2 separate regions of the Mus musculus genome follow, and region 1 is linked to region 2. The links are chromatin contacts, called in public Hi-C maps. All regions are on one chromosome and are shown on one strand. Each heading gives the region's core, a stretch centred on a gene start, on an enhancer-like site or on the middle of the called end of the contact. The rest is flanking DNA. Distances are from core to core; before and after follow the strand shown.

What was found. A called contact is a pair of places that touch in the nucleus more often than the background predicts.
Region 1: a Hi-C map of regulatory T cells shows a contact between it and region 2, with 2.4 times the contacts expected there. The contact joins the promoter of Cby3 here to the enhancer-like site in region 2. A contact is called at or near these places in 11 of 39 promoter capture datasets (the 3T3-L1 cell line, the C10 cell line, the HPC-7 cell line and 6 more), 3 of 15 datasets of contacts at CTCF or cohesin (embryonic stem cells, large pre-B cells and pro-B cells), 8 of 484 Hi-C or Micro-C datasets (the C2C12 cell line, embryonic stem cells, liver and 3 more), 2 of 115 datasets of contacts at active chromatin or transcription factors (embryonic stem cells and microglia) and 3 of 9 other capture datasets (adipose tissue, liver and pancreatic islet).

What each region holds. Positions count from the first base shown.
Region 1 is chr11:50,355,662-50,359,886 of GRCm38.p6, reverse strand. Cby3 (chibby family member 3) reads right to left here and starts at 2,126. Exons shown (of 2, transcript NM_029691.1): 1 at 2,084-2,126; 2 at 185-847. The coding sequence starts at 633. The coding sequence ends at 211. It overlaps Mir804 (microRNA 804), which reads left to right and starts at 2,008; the gene lies at 2,008-2,102.
Region 2 is chr11:50,106,862-50,111,061 of GRCm38.p6, reverse strand. It overlaps a transcript of Rnf130 not described here. Among named protein-coding and RNA genes, the nearest start is that of Tbc1d9b, 22 kb to the left of the region's middle. Within about 2 kb of position 2,816, at least 82 of the 459 cell types and tissues checked have an H3K27ac peak or open chromatin away from gene starts, as enhancers often do. A contact at or near this core is called in the HPC-7 cell line, adipose tissue, liver and 3 more, where this site is marked.

The DNA of each region.
Region 1 (4,225 bases), core at 877-3,376, 250 kb before region 2:
AGGTTTGGAGAAAAATCCAAGCGCCCTCTCCCGCACTGCCCAAGCGTCTCACGCGCTTTAACTCCCCCTCCTACTTATCTCTGCCACACGCAGCTCCACCCAAGGAAAACCCGGATGCTCAAGGGAAGTGGACCACCCGGGCCACCAGGGCGGGGCGGGGCAAGGCGAGGCGCGTACTCGCGGCCCTGCTTTAGGTACAACTTTATTGCATCACCGCGACTCCAGAGCGCGCGGCTGGATTATAAGTACTCCCGCGCCCCTTTGCTTGGGCATCTTTCTCTTCCAGGAGCGCGCCGGGGCCGCAGGGTTGTTATCCGCGTCCACCTTCTTCTCCAGCAGTTGCATGCGCGCCGTAGTCTCTGTTAGCATGTCCATGAGCAGTTCTTGCTGCAGCTTCAGGTAGTTATTCTCTTCCAGCAGCACCTGGCTCTTAATCGGCTGCACTTGTGGCTTCCAGGCCGGGATGGTGGAGGAGGGCAGAGGCGTGCGCGCGCTTGCGCGCTTCCCCTCTGGGGTCCAGCGGCCGCCGCGGAAAACGAAGGCCTCGTCGCTCAGTCGGGTGCGCGGCTCGCCGTAGTTGAGCCCCAGTTCGGCCTGTCGCGTGCGGTGGTCCAGCAGATAGAAGGTGGACATGGATGAGATATGGCGCAGCGGTGGCCTCCGCGGCGAGAAGCGGCGCGAGAAGTGGTCGACCCAGAATTGCCTCACCTGTTTCCACAGGCGGCCCGCTTGGCTCGCCGCCAGGCACTCAAAGGCCTCCAGGGTGAAGGTGGTGTGGGCCACGCGGGGCGCGCGGGTGTCTGGAACCCTGATGTTCTGGAATGGTGAAGGCGAGCCAGTGGCACTGCTGGAAAGCAAATGGCCTGTGAGCGGCCTGCTCAGGCTAGACTCTGCAGTTGTAGGCTAGTAGGGGAGCCCATTCCTGCATAGTCACACCAGCCGTGTTCACCAAAATTACCTCCCCGGGACCCTTTATCTAGGATGTAGGTGTGTAAGAGATAATGTAGGGCTGGGCAGTGATGGCACATGCCTTTAATCCCAGCACTTGGGAGGCAGAAGCAGGTGGATTTCTGAGTTCGAGGCCAGCCTGGTCTACAAAGTGAGTTCCAGGACAGCTAGGGCTACACAGAGAAACCCTATCTCGAAAAACAAACAAAAAAAGAGATAATGTAAAGGCCCAGAAACCACGTTCTCTGAAATGCTGGAAGAGACCACAGGTAGGGGGCCACAAGTAGAGATCAGTAGCCAAGCAAGTAGGACAGGCCTTTTCTTGCTGACAGCTGTGAGGCAAAGGGCTGTCATGTTCCAGATGCATGAAAGAGCCGACAAATAGGATTGGTTCCGAGAATAGCAGAAACGTAGGCTAGAAAGGTGAGCCAGAGGGCATTTTTCGGTACAGTACAGGGAAATTGAACATTGTGGTTGTCATTCTTTAAGGGAGGCTGCTGATGGCTGCAAAGTCAGGGTTAGTGTGAACTCGGCAGAGCATCTGTCTGGTGAGATGTCTAGCACATTCTAGCACTGGCACCTGCTCCATGCCAGGTCTGGCCTGCACAGAGGATACCACAAGCACAGCCTTTGTCTATCCTCAAGATGTTCCTGGTCCAGCTGGAAAGGCGTGTATTAACATCCAGTGTAATCAATGACATCATAGGACAGACAGGTAGGTGCCTTAGCCTAGACCCATACTTAGCTTTCAAGTAACTAGAATGCTGCACACTAGAGTTAACTTTTGTTCCTAGCCAACTACTGATAGGAATCTAAAGCCCAGATAACTACCAGAACCCATCTTACTTGCTTCCTAACTCTTCTCACAACACCTATAAAGTGCTGATTCTACAGTGTGGTTTTTCAAATACCTCTCCTGCCATCGAGGGCAGGAGTGAAAACTGCTGTCGGGTTTCCTTTGCCACACCTTCATTAAACCCAACAGAATTGTGCAGGTGGGCAGAGACAGGTGTTCTCCCCCACCCCCTGATTTAACTCATGGAGCGAGTCTCTGGAAGTCCCTACACATCCATCTTTGAGGTTACAACTTCCCCAGTAGACTGTTTCCTGACATTCCTTGTGAGTTGTTCCTCACCTGGAAGATGTGGTGGCGGTGCCCAAGCTGCTGTCCCAGGCCTGGCCCCATTTCTGGGTTATGGCACCCACCTGTCTGCCAGCTGTGACTCACAATGCCTCCCTGCCAGGCCTCCTAGGGTAGAGGTGGTGTAGACAGTGAAGTGTGTTCAGTTACGGGAAGTTTCCGGAGCATTGACTGTGCTCCAGGCACTGTTCTGGGGGAGGGAAGACGTTCAATCATAAAATCGCACCCCTCATTTTGTTTAAATCTTTGTTTTGATTTAGGTCCTTTTGAGACAGGATAGCCCAGGTTACCCTGTAGCCCAGGCTAGTAAGAATCCTCCTGAGCCAGTCAGTGGCAGCAGGTGGGTTTCAAGAGTTCGAGGCCAGCCTGGTTCAAGGCTGCCAGGGCTACACAGAGAAACCCTATCTGGAAAAACAAAACAAAACAACAACAAAGGGATCTGCCTGCTTCCTGCCTTAGCCTTCCAGCCGGATTATAATCATATGTTTCTGGCTTCTATGTGGAAGGTGGGAGTATGGGTAGTGTGACCTCTGGCCAAAAGCTAACCTCCAGTATCTTCTTGATCACTCTTCACCTTACTTGTTTGTTTACTTATTATAAACATAAAGGCAGGGTATCTTTATGGAGTCCTGGCTATCCTGGAACTAGCTCTGTAGACCAGGCTGGCCTCAGACTCACAGAGATCCACTTGCTCTGCCTTAGAGTGCTGAGATCAAAAGTGCACCAACCTGCCTGGTCTTCCACCCTATTTTTTGAGTCAGAGTCTCACTGAACCTGGAGTTAGCAGAGTCAAAAGGCCAGCTGGCCAAAAAGCTGTAGGGATCTTCTACCCCCACCTTTGCCAGGGAAGTGTCTTCTTGGAGTTGTAGTGACATCAAAGGTGAGAGAGAGCTCCCAGAGATGCACTCTGTGAACAAGGTGGGAGTTGGGTACCACTCGACTTCTGGCCAGCTATGAAAGTCATGTGTTGTATTAATGAAGATAGGGCAGAGGGATCTTACTCATTCTGTCTCTCCCTTAAGTTCCAGACAGACATTGCTGTACCCTGCAGATTGTGTGTGTCAGTGTCCCGTGTCAGCACTGGGGTTAGAGATGCAGGCTGCCACACTCACTCAATCCCATGAGAACTGGGGTTCTGCACTCAGGGTCTCAGGCTTGTGCAGCAGGCCCCTCCCTCACTGAGCCATCTCAGGCCCCTTACTTGGGTTTTTGGAGACCTGATCTCACTTTGTTAGCCTAAGCTGGCTCAAATCTCCTAGGCCTAAGTGATCCTCCTCCCATCTTAGTCTCCTGAGCAGCTCCAGCCTATAGGCTGTGGCACACAGTACCTTAAGCCAACATTCTTGGCAATGGGGTGGATGGGAGGTGAGCATAAGGAATCTGGTATTGCTCTAGAACACATGTAGATTGCCCTCCAGGAATTTTAGTGCAACCTTAGTCCAGAGTGTAGCAATGGAAACTTTTGGGGGCAGATTGAGCCCAGGGCTTCCTGCATGATATTTGTATACTCTTCCAGTAACTTTTTAATTTTTTTCAAATCCTACTTTTAATGATTTTTTTAAAGATTAATTACTATACATAAGTACACTGTAACTGACTTCAGACACACCAGAAGAGAGTGTCAGATCCCATTACAGATGGTTGTGAGCCACCATGCGGTTGCTGGGAATTGAACTCAGGACCTTTGGAAGAGCAATCAGTGCTCTTACCCTCTGAGCCATCTCGCCGGCCCTTAATGGTGGTTCTTAAATGCTTTAACCTCCCTTGTAGCCCACCACCCACCAGAAGTAGTGGGAAAGAAAGGATTCGGGAGAAGTGGACTTGTTTAGAAAGGTTCTTTGGAGCCACTCCCATCTGGGTTGTCAGGAAATCAGCAGTTCAGTTCACTGGTCAGCAGCGGCAGCTCGATCCACTCACAAACACTTCACAATACACCAGCAGTCTAGTTTGGTGGAATGAGGATAGCAAACACGAATCGGGCATGACCTAGCAGAGACAGCCAGGCCTCAGCCTCTGCTTGAGTCAGCAGGAGGGACAAAGAGGAAAACCAGTTCTTGGCTATGCCTCTCTCAGGGAAGTGAAGATGAGGGCAGACTCAAGACCCACAAGCATTGCACAACTAGCTCTGTAAGCAAC
Region 2 (4,200 bases), core at 1,567-4,066:
GAAACACAGACATTTACAATTCTTAACAGTGGCACAATTGCAGTTAGGAAGGAGCAATTCTATGGTTGGGGTCACAGCGTGGAGAGCTGTAGTGAAGTGTGGCAGCATTAGGAAGGTTGAGAGCCACTCTGACCTTAGGGGTTTCTTTGAAGAATGATTTTAACTTAAGGGTCCAATGTATTATTTAGATGTTGGTGAACTTAATTTCCTATTTCTCATATCAATTTTAAATCGAAAGACATTGATCAACATTTAATCTTCAGAATTTATTGACAAAATTCCAGTTATTTTTATCATTACTTTAAAAAAGTTTTATTTTTATTAATGCGTTTGGGTCCGTATTAGAGTATGCCACATTAAGTGCAGATGCCCAAAGAAGCCGGAGAGGCCACTGGACTTCCTGAAGTTGGAGTTCCAGGCAGTTGTGAGGCACCTAACATGGCTGCTGGGAACTGAACTCGGGTCCTCAGGATGAATAGCCAGTGCTGTAAGCTGCTGCTCCAGCCCCCACAGCTACTGTTAAAAAATCACGGTACAAAGTACTAACAGAATTTGGTGTCGTTATCATTGAGAAACCTGTTTGTACATCTTGAGCACTTTTATGTATGTTTCATGGTGAAGGAAGTTTCCAGGACTTTTCCAGTCTGCAAGCCTGGAGCTCTAAAGCCATCAAACAGCTCTCCGTCTCCCTCCCTAGAACTCCGGATCTCACCATTTCTCCTGTGTTTCTTTGCAGTTTCTGACGTGTGCATTCATGATATGTCTTCATTCTTAGTATTGGGTGTTGGTGTCTCCTTGATCAGGAAATGACGTTAATTTCATTTTCTTTTTTAAAGAAATGCCTTTGGGCTTGATTGACTCGGCTGTGCGTTTGTCCTCCATTCATGACAGTCTATAGTTCCTTGAATTCAGTTTGATGCTCTTGAGAGAAAGGCCTAGAGCACTGGCTTCTAGCCTTTCTAGACTCATGGTCACAGATGTCTACCATAAAAAGGGCACCATACAAGTGGTAAGACATTTTTAGTATTTTAATCATCACTTAGAATTACACACTATTACCCTCTCTGTTATCTATTTCCTCTTGGATTTTCCATTTGTTATTATTTTCCTTATGTGTAAATATTTGTTTTTGATGAGGTTTCACTATATAGCCAGGATCCTCCTACCACAGCTTCCCAAATGCTGGTTGCCTACCCCACTGTGCCTAACTCAGCCTAAGCCAAAACTGTTTCTACACTGTAAGTCTAGTGACCTAGTAACCTTCTGAGACAATCAAAATTTAATTGCATTTCAACAGCTTTCCAGGGTCGTTAGATGAAGCAGATGCAAACATTGTTATCGTCTTTTGATGAAACTAAAAAAAAAAAAAACATTGCAAAGTGAAGGCAGACAGTCTTGTGCTCAGTGGTATTCAATAAGCCCTCTAAATAACTCAGATTTGACAAAACTTAAGAATTAGTTAGGAAAGGCTGGGGAGCGCAATCTGTTGCTAAGTGCTGAACTAGCATGCATGGAGCCCTGGGTTTGAGCACCATCCCTGGGAGGAAGTGGACAAGGAGTTTAAGAGGTCAAGCTCACCCTTGTCTACATGCGAAAGTTGAGGCTAACTTGGACTACCGGAGGCCTTGGCTCAAAACAACAAAAACAGCCCCCAAACTCTTCACTATGGAAACCTGTGTTCTGAGACTCAACAGTTGTTTACAAATCTATTATCTTGAATCTTCTTTTAAAAGACAAAGTAATGTTCAATATCTGCTGATTCTCATTTTTTTTAAAGGCTTGGATACTGGTCCAGGCCCTACTTCCAGGTCAGGTGACAGAAGGTTCATGATCGTAAGTCAGAAGGCTGTTGCGTCACTGTGTCTTAGGCTTCGTGGTTCCTGCTCGGGGGAGAAAAGCAGCACGGATTTCCACAGAAAGCTTTCCTCATATAAAGCAGTGGGAGGCAAGAGTGAGCCTTTCTAAGATTCTAAGCATTGGCTGTGAGTTCTCCCCGATAGAGTGACCTTTTGTACCTTCGTGGTGAACACAGCTCGGCCTACCCAGTGTTCACTTTGTGAACAGGAAGGAAATGAAGATGAGCTGTTAGACCTTAGTGGCCCAGAGACTTTCTTAGGCTGAATATGCCTGACAAGGCTTTCCCCTTTTCAATACCAGGAAAGGCTTTGCAGGATCAGCTTTTTTTTTTTTTTTTTTTTTTTTAAATAAAGGAAGGAAATCTGCAGAAACTACTGAGCCAGGCACCTTCACTAACACAATTTTTCAAATCTCCCAAGTCCTATATGCTGCTACAGTAGCCTATATACATTGGTGAGGAGTCTGGGGCTGCAGGAAGCTCAGTGAGTCAGGCAGGGTCTCATGCTTGCCTGCTGCACATTCTAATGCAGATCAAATCAACATAAAGTGGACACTGGGTCACAGGCCAGCTTTAGCTGTGGCGCAGGGAAAACGCTGAGATGGTGCAGGCTCAGTTTACTTTGCCTGGACAGGAACCTAGTGCCACAGGCTTCTGCTGCTTGTCCCCGACCCAAGCCGGGCTGCAGCACATTCACACCCAACATAAGCAGAGCGAGTGAGAAGGCAGTCAAGGCTCAGTTTCTGAGTTGTCTGCTGCTGTTAAGTCCAATTCTTAAACTCTGGATAAGGAATTTACTATAGTAAAACCAAACAACTGCAAAGGAAAACAGGGAAGGGCACTTGGGAATCTTTTCTCTGCTATTTAAAAAGTCTAAAGCTCGAAAGTTGCTGGCCAAAGGGAAATGAGGCTTGCTCAGGCTTAGTGGCTGCAGCTGCCTTTGGCCTGACACAGGACCAGGAGACTCTGCAAGTTCCTCTTTAGACACACCTCCCAACTCTGAATCCACTGATGCCAGAGCTTCTGTGACACAAAGTAGTCTTTAAAACATTTATTTTTGGTTTAAAAAACAAAAAACAAAACCCTAAAGTGAAAACAACTGTATGTTCTTCCCCAAGGATTTAGAGCTGAAATACCCACATCAGCCTAAACATGGTCACATTCTAAGTTTTAAAATACTACGTGAAAAAATTATTCAATTTTATATATTAACTATGCATATCCTGACTAATAAAAAATAAACAATTTTATTTTGATGCTAATTCTGTATTGGGCCCAAAGGAACAAAAAACACATTTTAATACACAACACACACACACACACACACACACACACACACACTTTCTTGGTTACTGAGATCACAATTAGAACACGAAAACAGTTAAATATCTAAGATACAAAATACCACATTCTTATCTCAGTTACTGATGACCTACACTTCCAGTCGTAACCTATAACTTTATTCCTTTTTATCTTTTAGTTCTTGCCAAAAATTATGCTTTATTTCTTGCAAAAATATTTAATAGTACTAATTTTTAGAGAAGCAGTATGTGATGCTAAAGACGGAGACTCTGTGGAGAGAGGAGCTACATTAAACAAGCAGAAACAGCAACACTGCTGTTTGAGTTCCTCCATTTTCTGATGACTATTTTGAAAGCAACAGCTGATCACAAATGAGAGGGAACAGCGGAGGCAGAATCACTTTGATTCCACTGGAATAAGATGAGGTGGCAGGGACCATGCTACTAATTCACCAAACTATACTGAGGAAGCTATCAAAGGTCAGCTGACAGCTGTGCCACTAAGGGTCCCCAACCAGTGAAGCTCAGTGTGTAGGAATGCAAAGAGCAAACTGTGGCTTAAACATTTCTCTGATTCCATGTGCATGGCATGACCCAATATGCAAGCCTATGTGTGTAAAACCTACACATAGGGAGAAGCAGAGGATTTTAACAACAGTCGGTGAAGAGTCAGTGCTCACAGTCTATGACGGGCAGAAGGGACAGAAGAGAAGCAAGGAAAAGAGAACTGAACACATTAACCAATTCGACACAGCAGACACTCACACAGCACTGTGCCTAGCAACAGCAGCATCCTCCCAGGTGCGCGCTGAGCGCCCTCTGCGACTGATGGGCTAGTAATGAAGCTTTGGTACAGTAAACAGGGTAAAAGGCACGAAAGCTCTCCACCTATTTCAACCAACCAACCAAGGTATCTGGAAGAATTTAAAACAAAATTGGAAATTTGTAACAGACTGGGAAAAAAAATCTATAAATACATAGGGTTTAAAGACTATAACTGCCAAATAATCAGTGTGTTGAAGAAATCACAGGGGGAAGAAGAAA